2 separate regions of the Gossypium hirsutum genome follow, and region 2 is linked to region 1. Evidence: chromatin contacts called from public Hi-C data. All regions are on one chromosome and are shown on one strand. Each heading gives the region's core, a stretch centred on a gene start, on an enhancer-like site or on the middle of the called end of the contact. The rest is flanking DNA. Distances are from core to core; before and after follow the strand shown. Region 1 holds the start of LOC107934057 (2-oxoglutarate-Fe(II) type oxidoreductase hxnY). Region 2 holds the start of LOC107934060 (transcription factor WER).

What was found. Hi-C and Micro-C count contacts between places; a contact is called where the count stands out from the background.
Region 2: a contact with region 1 is called in a Hi-C map of leaf, with 2.2 times the contacts expected there. The contact joins the promoter of LOC107934060 here to the promoter of LOC107934057 in region 1. A contact is called at or near these places in 3 of 34 Hi-C or Micro-C datasets (all in leaf).

The regions. Positions count from the first base shown.
Region 1 is chrA08:114,591,779-114,597,628 of Gossypium_hirsutum_v2.1, reverse strand. LOC107934057 (2-oxoglutarate-Fe(II) type oxidoreductase hxnY) reads right to left here and starts at 3,190. Exons shown (of 11, transcript XM_016866403.2): 1 at 2,923-3,190; 2 at 2,543-2,735; 3 at 2,227-2,292; 4 at 2,070-2,121; 5 at 1,720-1,847; 6 at 1,471-1,571; 7 at 1,334-1,395; 8 at 1,203-1,259; 9 at 1,056-1,101; 10 at 707-786; 11 at 1-359. The coding sequence starts at 3,000. The coding sequence ends at 296. It also overlaps the pseudogene LOC107934066.
Region 2 is chrA08:114,755,392-114,761,241 of Gossypium_hirsutum_v2.1, reverse strand. LOC107934060 (transcription factor WER) reads right to left here and starts at 2,279. Exons shown (of 2, transcript XM_016866407.2): 1 at 1,993-2,279; 2 at 1,394-1,914. The coding sequence starts at 2,224. The coding sequence ends at 1,454. It overlaps LOC107934080 (probable glycosyltransferase At5g03795), which reads left to right. Exons shown (of 5, transcript XM_041074847.1): 5 at 181-1,253. The coding sequence ends at 867.

The sequences.
Region 1 (5,850 bases), core at 1,941-4,440:
GACTAAAATGGATGACTTTTCATTTTATAAATATAATTCCATTCCTCGTTTTCACATGGTGAACAGCAAATGGGATTTGTCCATAACAATCTTCTTCAACTTCTGCCATTTTATCCTCAACACCACCAAGATTCTTAGAATCAAATCTCCTTTTACACATATTCAATACGCAACTCAAACCAAATTGCAATGAACTTGGTACCAATATATATAGATAAAAATATATAACAAGCCAAATCAACAATGTTTGCAATTCCTTCAGCACAAGTGAGCTTGGAATGATGCATAACTTCAACTACTTGACAGATGTAAGTCTAAAGCGCTCTTCCAGGTAGTCCGATGCTTTTATGGGTGGGAATCTGCATGTAACCATCAAAACGTATCAACTCTGTCACTGATCATAAACATATACCCAATTCATGTTGCTCTGATTTAATAGTTTTCTTTAAGTATTCATATTTGGACATTGCTATGGGGATATAACCATTCAAGGACCTTCCGGTTGTGGGAAAAAGAACATAGAAAAAATCAAAACATACCAGTCTTGAGCAATATAGCAGGAAATATAAAAGAGCAAGAGAAGGTAGGTCTGACTCTTCTTTCTGTTGTAGTTTAACAGAACACCAGTTGAATCGATGTTCTATTTGATAGGTTGTTTTAACTTTAATCAAATCATAAAAATAGAAATCACCGGTTGAATCAATACCTTGGCGGGCAAGCCTCACTGCAACAGCTTTCCAAACATTCCACGATACAGTCTTTACCAGGATCCATGAAGAATGCCACCTGAAATGTTTGCAAAATAATTATAGAATAGAAAGTCCCCCCTCTTCAATTGAAGAGGTATAGAATAAACAATGTGCAATGACTGGTGAATACATTTCAATCTTTTGCACCCTCATCAAATAATCAGATTATGAACAGATAATATCATTCAACATGAAGATTTCGAAATCAAAAGGACATTCAACAAACTGTTCCTATTTCCTAACATAGTTGAACTTTCCAAAAAAATGGAACTGTTCTGCATAAACAGCAAAAGGGTGAATCATTACGGAGTAACGTTCTTGTCTAGGTGGCAGCACTCTATGCAGTGTTGACCTGCAAATGCATGACACAGTATTAGAGATACAAAGAAGCTGACATTATTGTTTTACAAGCCCTCCAAGAAAAGCATCGAAAGCTTTGCGATAACAAACAACCTGAACAAACAATTGGTCCACCTCTCCATCATGTCCCCAATGTTAACAATGAATGCCCTACAGGTTCACATCCAATTTAGGTACTTTTGTTTTAATGATGATATGTACAATCTGCCATCACTAATACTCACCCACTTATGCTTGGCACATCCTCCCAAACCTGTGGTTGTTTGGATTTCTCCCTGCAAATCTGCTTTCAGAAAGGTGAAACTGATGTTGGGTCGAGATAAAAAATTTGAGGTTCGCATGTTTTTAACAAGGAACATACCTGAAGCCCCGGAACACCATCCGTCATCAGAAGAGTGATCATTCCATAATCTGAATGAGCAGAAGCACCATATATTTCTTCACTTGAAGAGTCCGAGTCCCCTAACATCAAAATTAAGAGGCACATCATCTTTTCTATCTATATATTTCTTCACTCCAATGGAAAGCTTTAGATACAAGTGCTCCATAAAAACTTCATATCAATCAAAGATTTCAACAAATATAAAGAAGCCAAGTAGTGTTACCATACCTGAGCCTGGATAATGTAATAAACGAATAACTCCTACTTGTTCATTAAGGGCACCCACTTTCCAGAAGAAGTCTTCATCTAATTTAAGGGACAGGGCAATTAAGGAGAGTAATTTAGTCCCAGCAGACCTAAGGAAGCAAATGTAGCACCACTTAAACCTTTCACAGGTGGCTGACTGTCATTGTATAGTTTTCCAAGCAAGATAGAGTTGAATTCAGAACTTCAAAGTAAGTTATGAACTGGGATGACAAAGGAATCTAGAAAAAGGTTGAGTATATCTATAAATTTATAATAGAAACTCTTTGCAGAAACCATAAATACCAATATGTGAACTAATAGCAGGGACTCACAGCACTTTTTGATGATAAGTCTCCATTGCGCTTCTCCAAGATGGTAGATCTTCTGCAATTTCCAAGACAAAACAACATCTTGAGTATAACTCAATTAAACTTCTTATATGAAGAAACTACTACAAGATGTTTTGTATAATAAGATAATCATACATACCTTCTAAAGGCCATTGATTGAGGCCATCAGCTAGTGGACCAAGATAGAAAGTTTCTTTAGAGTCACCTGTTGTTCAAGCAATCGAAAGTGATCAATCTGACCTCAAATGATCTTTACAGTAAACCAGAAAGGAATTAGGAAAGAAAAATTTCGCTACTGAAATGGGTGTATTGGAAAATCTTGAATAAACCCTCTAGCATCTCAAATCAAAGTCGTTGATAAATAGTCATTGAACATGCAACTTAGGAAGAATGTTAAACATTAAAAAAAGGAAAAGGAAAAGGGAAGTTTAAATAATTAAAATAGATAGAAATACCTTTGGTAGTTAAAGTAGTATCAAGTTTTTCAGCATAAAGTGCTGTATAACCTCTGTGATTCTTGATAGCTAACTTCATCTTCTCTTCAATTGGGAATGAAAAGAAGTTGCTACTCTGCTCAAAAACTTTCTTAACCAATTCTTCATCGACCCCATGATTCACGAGGTAAAAGAAACCGTGGTCAATGCATGCCTGCTAAAAACCCATAAGTTTAAAAACTTTTTTTTCTTTTGGAAAGAGTTACAAATTGCATGGAAAAGAGATTGCTTTGGTTCTAAAACCAGTGTCTTTATATTACAATCAATAGACCCGAACTGAAACTGCCTAAAGATTGAATATTGGCAAAGTAAAAGGGTAAAGAAGAAATAAAAAGACGAACCTTACGGATAGAGTTGGCGGTGGAGAAGCGATCTGGTGATGCCAAGTCAATGATCGGAAGTTGAAGGGCGTTAGACATTTTTCTTTGTTTCGTGGTTTCTGCTGTTCACTTCGCTTTGAAATTCAATCCTGTACCCCAATTTGGTCCATTTTTATTCTTATTTTTTTATTTTTTAAATATAACTGTTAAATCAATTGAAAAATGACAATTTTTTTTATATGTATTATGTCAAAACATTAATATCGCATTCATAGTTTTTAGATTTTGATACGTAATCAATCTGATTACATTATGAATTTTTAATCTATTTATTTCGGATTTAATTAAATAAATTATTAAAAAATTATAAAAATTATAAAAATTTAAAAAATATTAAAAATAAAAAAATCAGTCGAATTACTAGTTGAATCAATTTAACAGTAAATTAATAAATTCAGTGAATCAGCAAGTCAGACTTTTTTTATGAATTAATACTTTAAATGACTCCAAATTTGATTAGTTAAGCTAATCTAGTTCTTCAAGCTCCCATTCTTTTCTTTTTTTTTTCTTCTCTTATCGATTCAAATTATAATCACTCACTAATGGTTCACTAAAATTTTAATGTACTTTTTATACACTTTTTAAAAATAAATCGTAAAATTGGACAACTCGAATAAATCTACTTCTATTTGTTCCCACCCCAAAATTTGCAGGGCCTCACCCCAAAAATAAAAAATTATTCATTAAAGTCCTTTAGAAAATTTAAATTAGTAAAAGTAAAATTATACTCTACCCCTTTAAAAAGTATAAAAATTTAATTTAATCCTTTAAAAAATAATAAATATATAAATTGTTAAAAGTTAAAATTTAATTTTAGTCCCGACTAAAAAAATTCTCTGACTTCACCCGTAATCAACACCATCACTTTTAATCTAATCATTATTTCAACATGCATCGTTTGTAATCTCATTAGTATTCCACTTCACATAACTTATTTTGTTTACTTTACAATTTGATCATTATTTCTATTACTTTAATATACTAATTTGATTTCATGCATAATATTTACACAAACATATTTAATCCAACTATTTAACATACTCTGTACCGAAAATAAAATAAAATCAAGTAAAATTCTTAAACTACTTACCTTGTATCTTTAATCTTATCACTTTCGTCCCTTTAAATTTTAATTTTTTACTTCTAAAATAGTATTCTAACTCTCTAATATTTTTAGAGATTGTTACAGGATCATAAAGGACACCTAGCCTGGCCTAAAAGAAATGTAAACACAAAACGTTGTCCAATGTCTTTGTCTGTCTGGCTCAAAGAGAAGGCACGTGTACAAATCTAATCACATCGTTGAAACAAAGGGGCCATCATGCACGGCAACCCATATCAACGGCCGCCATCCTTTATCATCTGTTAACCACGAAAAATGAAGGAATTTAATTCCTTTTTTTGGTCCTAATTAATTGTAGTTTTGAAAATTTTATTGTTTGCCACACCTCCTTTATACTTTTCTTACAATCAACTGAACTAGATTGAGACACCTTGATTTTTCTTACCTACCATATAAACTTAATTAGCTGACACAACTAGATTTTAGAATAAATGGGGGAGTTTTTATTTTATTTTATTTTTTTAAAGATTTGATTCCACTGGAGAAAAATTTCCATAAAATTATTAAGATTAAATCCATAATTTTCAAATAATAAAAGCACCCTTGTTTTTGCTCAAAAGAAATGAATTTGGTTTAGCAGTTGCCAAAAAATTGTTGATAGCAATAATTTCATGCATACAAAGTTGCAATATGAACACCTTCTACTTATCAGTGACTAAAATGGATGACTTTTCATTTTATAAATATAATTCCATTCCTCGTTTTCACATGGTGAACAGCAAATGGGATTTGTCCATAACAATCTTCTTCAACTTCTGCCATTTTATCCTCAACACCACCAAGATTCTTAGAATCAAATCTCCTTTTACACATATTCAATACGCAACTCAAACCAAATTGCAATGAACTTGGTACCAATATATATAGATAAAAATATATAACAAGCCAAATCAACAATGTTTGCAATTCCTTCAGCACAAGTGAGCTTGGAATGATGCATAACTTCAACTACTTGACATATGTAAGTCTAAAGCGCTCTTCCAGGTAGTCCGATGCTTTTATGGGTGGGAATCTGCATGTAACCATCAAAACGTATCAACTCTGTCACTGATCATAAACATATACCCAATTCATGTTGCTCTGATTTAATATTTTTCTTTAAGGATTCATATTTGGACATTGTTATGGGGATATAACCATTCAAGGACCTTCCGGTTGTGGGAAAAAGAACATAGAAAAAATCAAAACATACCAGAGTCTGTGCAATATAGCAGGAAATATAAAAGAGCAAGAGAAGGTAGGTCTTACTCTTCTTTCTGTTGTAGTTAACAAAACACCAGTTGAATCGATGTTCTATTTGATAGGTTGTTTTAACTTTAATTGAATCATAAAAATAGAAATCACCAGTTGAATCAATACCTTGGCGGGCAAGCCTCACTGCAACAGCTTTCCAAACATTCCACGATACAGTCTTTACCAGGATCCATGAAGAATGCCACCTGAAATGTTTGCAAAACAATTATAGAATAGAGAGTCCCCCCTCTTCAGTTGAAGAGGTATAGAATAAACAATGTGCAATGACTAGTGAATAAATTTCAATCTTTTGCACCCTCATCAAATAATCAGTTTATGAACAGATAATATCATTTGACATGAAGATTTCGAAGTGGAAAGGACATTCAACAAACTGCTCCTATTTCCTAACATAATTGAACTTTCCAAAAAAATGGAACTGTTATGCATAAACAGCAAAAGGGTGAATCATTACGGAGTAACGTTCTTGTCTAGGTGGCAGCACTCTATGCAGTGTTGACCTGCAAATGCAT
Region 2 (5,850 bases), core at 1,030-3,529, 160 kb before region 1:
TTGTTTGGGCAGTCGGAGCGCCTGCAAAACAAAGAACCGAGCCCCAGCTGTGGTGCTCCGTTCTTTGTTTTGCAGACAGTGACCACCTTTACTGGACCTCAACAAACAGATCATTTTTATATATGTACATGCATGTGGAACTTCAAAATCTCCTCTAACCTGCATCTTAACCATTAGCAGGGTCCTTTCATAACCACGGAGCATGTGGAACTAAAAGATAACGCCATAAAAGCTCTATGCAATGCTGACCTGAAAGAGAATTTCGTTGCTGGAAAGGATGTTTCTTTACCAGAAACTGCCATAAGAATTGCCAGTAAACCTCTTAGAAATATCGGTGGTGGGATCCGAGTTTCGCAGCGCCCGATCCTTCCTTTCTTTGCTGGAAAAATGCATGGAAGGGTCCGTCCCAAACTTCTCAAGCATTGGCTAAACAAAGATGCAGACATGAGAATCTATGGTCCTTTATCGCGTCGAGTTTCTAAAAGCATGAGTTATGTTCGGCATATGAAATCGAGTAAATATTGTATATGCCCTATGGGATATGAAGTGAACAGCCCTCGGATTGTGGAGGCTATATATTACGAGTGCGTGCCAGTGATTATTGCAGACAACTTTGTCCTACCTTTAAGTGAAGTCCTAGAGTGGAATGCATTTTCTGTGACTGTGGCTGAAATCGATATTCCGAAACTAAAGGAAATTCTCTTGGCTATTCCATTGAAAAGGTACCTGCAAATGTTAATGAATGTGAAGATGGTGCAGAAGCATTTTCTATGGAATCCAAATCCAATGAGATATGATCTGTTCCACATGATACTCCATTCTATATGGTATAACAGGCTGAACCAAATCCAAATTCCTCAGTCCTAGCTAGCTTTGATAAATTGGAACATTTTGCAACAAAGATGGATAGCTCCAAAGGGCCAAAACTAGTGACTAAGCAGAAGGCATCAGCTGACACTATTTGAAGGCTTTTATTGCCTAAGGAGCTGGTCCCATCACCCATGTTCAGATATCAGTGTTTGGAGCTGGATACAGTAAGGCAGATGCTATGCCAGAATGTGTATTGTTGATACAGAGTGTATATGACATGATATGAATATACCAACATGTTAAAATTTGTAAAACACAAATTATCAATAACTGTATAAATAGAAATATCTTCGACTCAATCATGACATAAATAAAGTTCAAACACCACATAAATATGTGAATTTCAGTAGCTAAGTACCTCGACCAATTATATTTGACGTTGACCTTTTAAAACCCTTTTGGTCTCAAAATTCTTGGAGCAAATCAACTGAAAATTGATTCAAGAAATCTACTCACCAATAATTGTTGTTTTTTTCTTCGCTTCAAAAGTTAGGCCAAGAAACATTTGGTTATAGCCTAGAAATTTAGACTCAGAACATCTCTTTATTTATTTATCCAAGGAAACATGTTAATTACAAACTTATTATACCATTGCTAATGGATCCTGTTGATCATCAAGTTCAAGGAACTTATTCACCCAATCCAAACTAAAGCAACCTTCCGTTGTGAAGTCAAAGAATTCGTCCACATCAATGCTGAATTCAGAGTTTTCAATTTCATCACTTCCTTTTACTACCTCTTCTTCTTCCATCTGGACAGTTTCCCATGCTTTGTGAGGCACAATTTGTTCCGAGGAGGAAGTTTGTTCTGTTCTGACATCATGGTTTATTATTTTCTTGCTCAAATGGGAATTCCAGTAGTTCTTAATTTCATTGTCTGTTCGCCCTGGAAGTCTCCCAGCAATCAAAGACCACCTGTTCCCCAGCAGTTTATGAAGCCTAATAATTAAGTCCTCTTCTTCATCTGATATGTTGCCTCTCTTAATGTTAGGTCTCAAGTAGTTCAACCATCTCAACCTGCAACTCTTGCCGCATCGATTCAAACCTATACATCAAAACAAAATAACCCGTTAATTCCAATGCTCCAAAAAATGGAGTTTCTCTTCAACAGAAAGTAAATTACCTGATTTAATGGCGATTGTTTTCCATCTCTTTGCGCCATGAATCTCAATATATTTAGCCAATCTTCTATCTTCCTCAGCTGTCCAAGAACCTTTGTTAAAAACCCTTTTGCTCACTCCATCCTTCTTTGGAGCCATTATTAGCCAACAGTGAGAAGAGGCAAAGAGTGAGAAGGGAAGACAGAGATGATTAGTGAGAAACAAGGGAAGGGAAGTGAATGAGTATAAAAACATGGAGAGAGTTTGGCGGTTAATGAAGCAGAGAATTGAATGGTCAGTGAGTGAGTCCTAGATATCTACCCTTCTTGGCAAGCCTAACATATACGCTCTCAACTACCAGTTCTGTTTGGACTTTGTCAACGTGGCAGTACCAACCCTTGTGGAATTTTTAGTTTGTTTTATTCTCTGATTCATTCTGAAAAAGAAAACAAAAAGAGTTATGGTAAAATAAGTTGGATTCACTTGGTAAAGCTGACCGATGTTTCAGTTTTGGACAGGCCGGACCAAAACCCAATTCTCAACAACTACATGCAAATACAATTTTGGTTAAAATTAATAGGTTGGGCCGGGCTAAAGCTTAGTTTCAATTTTTTTAAAGTTCAGGCCCGTTTTAGACCCAGCCGGCTCAAAAGCTGTTTTATTATTAAAAAATAAATAAAATATTTGTTGGGGATTGACTTGATTAAGTAACGAGCAAGTAAAAAAAAATAACGGAAGAAATTAAGAAATTAAATATACAAATTTAACGTGAAAAAACCCTCTAAAGAGGATAAAAAACCACTGGCAAAGATAATTTTACTATAATGACAAACGAACAAAGAGTACAAAAGATGGAGATAAAAACTAAATCACGAAACTCGAAAATAAAGAACCCTCAAAACGTAAATACAAAATTCTCCAAATGTGTTATGAGTTCTAATATTTTAATGGGTTTTTCTAAGGTTGTAAAGGAGCCTATTTATAGGCTAAATTCATAGGTTAAATAATAAAATAATCTAAATTAATTAGAGTTCGATTGAAATAAATAAACAGAGTTTAACTAGGAGAATATCTCTCAAATTTAATTGAAATATGAGACATACTTAACAAATATCCACATTGACTCATATTTCTACAATGCCATCTTTGTTAAAGTCCACCACAGGCCTATCTTGAACTATGCAGGAAATTAACCAAGTCGAATCTGTGCAGGGAATTAACAAGTCGACTTGTGCACTGCCAAATCAAAACTAACTCGAGTTTGATTTTCACGAACATAGTGCCCTAACTTTTCAAAACTTGTATTTAAAAGAGAACATTTCTTCAACGAAATGGTCTGATAACATATTAATTTGCATGTTATTTTGTGTTTAATTCGGTATATTTTTGACTTGATCCCTACTAATTAGTACTTTTTATGTTTTAATCCTGTCAGGAATGCAATTGGGACGCTAAGAGATAAAAATGAGCAGAAAAGGACCAAATTAAAACAAAATCAACAAAATGATGCCGAATAAAAAATATGGAGAAAGCCAAGGACTCATTAGAATTTTTGACTTTGTAAAAAGCCAAAAATAGAAATGAGCATGAGCAGAAGAGGACCAAATTAAAACAAAATCAACAAAATGATGCCGAATCAAAAATATGAAAAAAGCCAATGACTCATTAGAATTTTTGACTTTGTAAAAAGCCAAAATAGAAATTTCTATTTTATTTTTTATTTTATTTTGATTTTATATTAAATTAGTTAAAGCCAAAACTAGTAAATTCTATGTATATAAATAGGGCCTTAGTGTTCTTTGGAAAACAATCAATTAATTCTGTACTCCTACTTCAATTTGGAATAGAACTATATATTTTATTTTTCAAATTGGCGTGAGATTTTGCTACTTTCCTTTGATTTTTTCTTGCCTTTCCAAATTTGGTTCGATTACTCTCCAAGTACACTTTCATGCTTTACTAAATTCCATCTTAGTTTTAGGCCGGTGTTCTTTCCGGTCAGGAATCATGAGATAAGTATTCGTACTAAAAATCATTCCAATCGGTATTCATATTTTTCCTAATTATCGGGATTGACAACTCATCCCTTAAGGTTAACTCGATTTCAAGTTAAAAAATGCATGTTGGGTTGAAGTCGTGTTTGCTGACAGTTGGAGAAACGAGTCGGCCGTGCTGTATTCGGATCTCCAAGTACAAATCAAGGAAGAAGTGATCAGGTTTAAACGACCCATGCAGTTAAGGCCGTTAATTCAAGTTGGGTTCTTCAGAGCGCAAGGCTGCCGGAATCTTGAATCGAGAAACACGTATATCTCGGTTAGATAATTGGTAATGGTTGGTTTGCAGGTCATACCGGGACCAGCTACAAGAGGAAGAATTGATGGTTAGGACGTTCTTAACTGCTATAACCAGCTTATCGTTTGGAGGAGAAGATTAATTTTTCGAGGATCGATTCTTAACACGAACTTTACCAAGTCTAAGGCTAAGGTTTATTATTTTTGTTTGCAAAATTCTGAATTTATTTCCAATTTACATTTATTTTCAATATTAATCAATTGTTTATTTAAGCTGATTAGATTATTTACTTTCTTAAACATTCTCAAACCTCCCCGATTTACTTGTTTATTTTTGTAGGTACGTTTGGAGTCGTGGGCACGACTCTTGGCACTACCCTTGAAACGACGAATATTTTGTTCATAAGTGAACACATAAGTTGATTATGACATCCAATCCTTGTGGACTCGACCCTACTACCACTATTTACTACTTTTTAGAGTTATTTTAGTAGGAATTATTTTTGGTGGTTTTGACACCCATAAAATTTTGGCGCTGTTATCGGGGGTTGGAGATATTATTCTAATTTTTGTTTGTTTACCTTATGACCAGATTAGAACCGGGAACTCTACAGTTTGAACCAAAAATTGAAAAATTGGCCCGACAATTGCGAAGAGAAGCTATACTACGTGGTAAACGGCTACATCCCAGATTCGAAACCATATCATACATTGAGGAAATTTTCTCGTTCGAAGAACCAAACAAGATGGCTGAACAGATGATATGCCAACTTGCGGCGGCACCGGATGAACATCAACCCTTATGTATAACCTATCCGGCAGGAGGAACGCCGTTCGAGTTAAAGTCGGGTTTGATCTATTTACTACCCACTTTCAATAGATTACAGAACGAAAATCCACACACCCACCTTAAAGAGTTCCATACGGTGTGCACAAGCATGAAGCCTCAGGGTGTAACTGAAAACCAAATCAAACTTCATGCTTTTCCTTTCTCACTAGCTAACTCTGCTAAAGAGTGGCTATTTTATTTACCTCCGAGATCTGTCAACACATGGTTTGACATGTCTTTTTTGTTTCTTGACAGGTTCTTCCCTACAGCTTAAGCAGCAGAACTAAGGAAGGACATCGTAGGAGTCTGTCAGAATGAGATTGAACCGCTTTACGATTACTGAGAGCAATATAAAAAGTTGTGTGCAAGTTGCCCACAACATGGACTGACTGAACAATCACTCTTGTAGTATTTTTATGAGGGTTTGCTCCCGATGGAAATGAAAATGATAGATGCTGCAAGTGAGGGGCACTTGTTAATATGACGCCTCAAAGAGCAAGAGAGTTAATTTCAACAATGACTGCTAACTCTCAACAATTCTGACCGGCCAAGGAACCTATGAGACAGGTTCATGGGTTAAGTTCTCTATCTCTAAAAGATAAAATTAATAAGTTGACTAACGTTGTTCAAACTTTTCTTGCAGATAAAACGGGCCCAGCACAGTTGTGCGAAATTTGCTCTAAGCCAGACTATCCGACGGACTTATGTTTGATTTTACATGAGGATTCAACAGAACAAGCAAATGTCGTCGGAAACTTTCC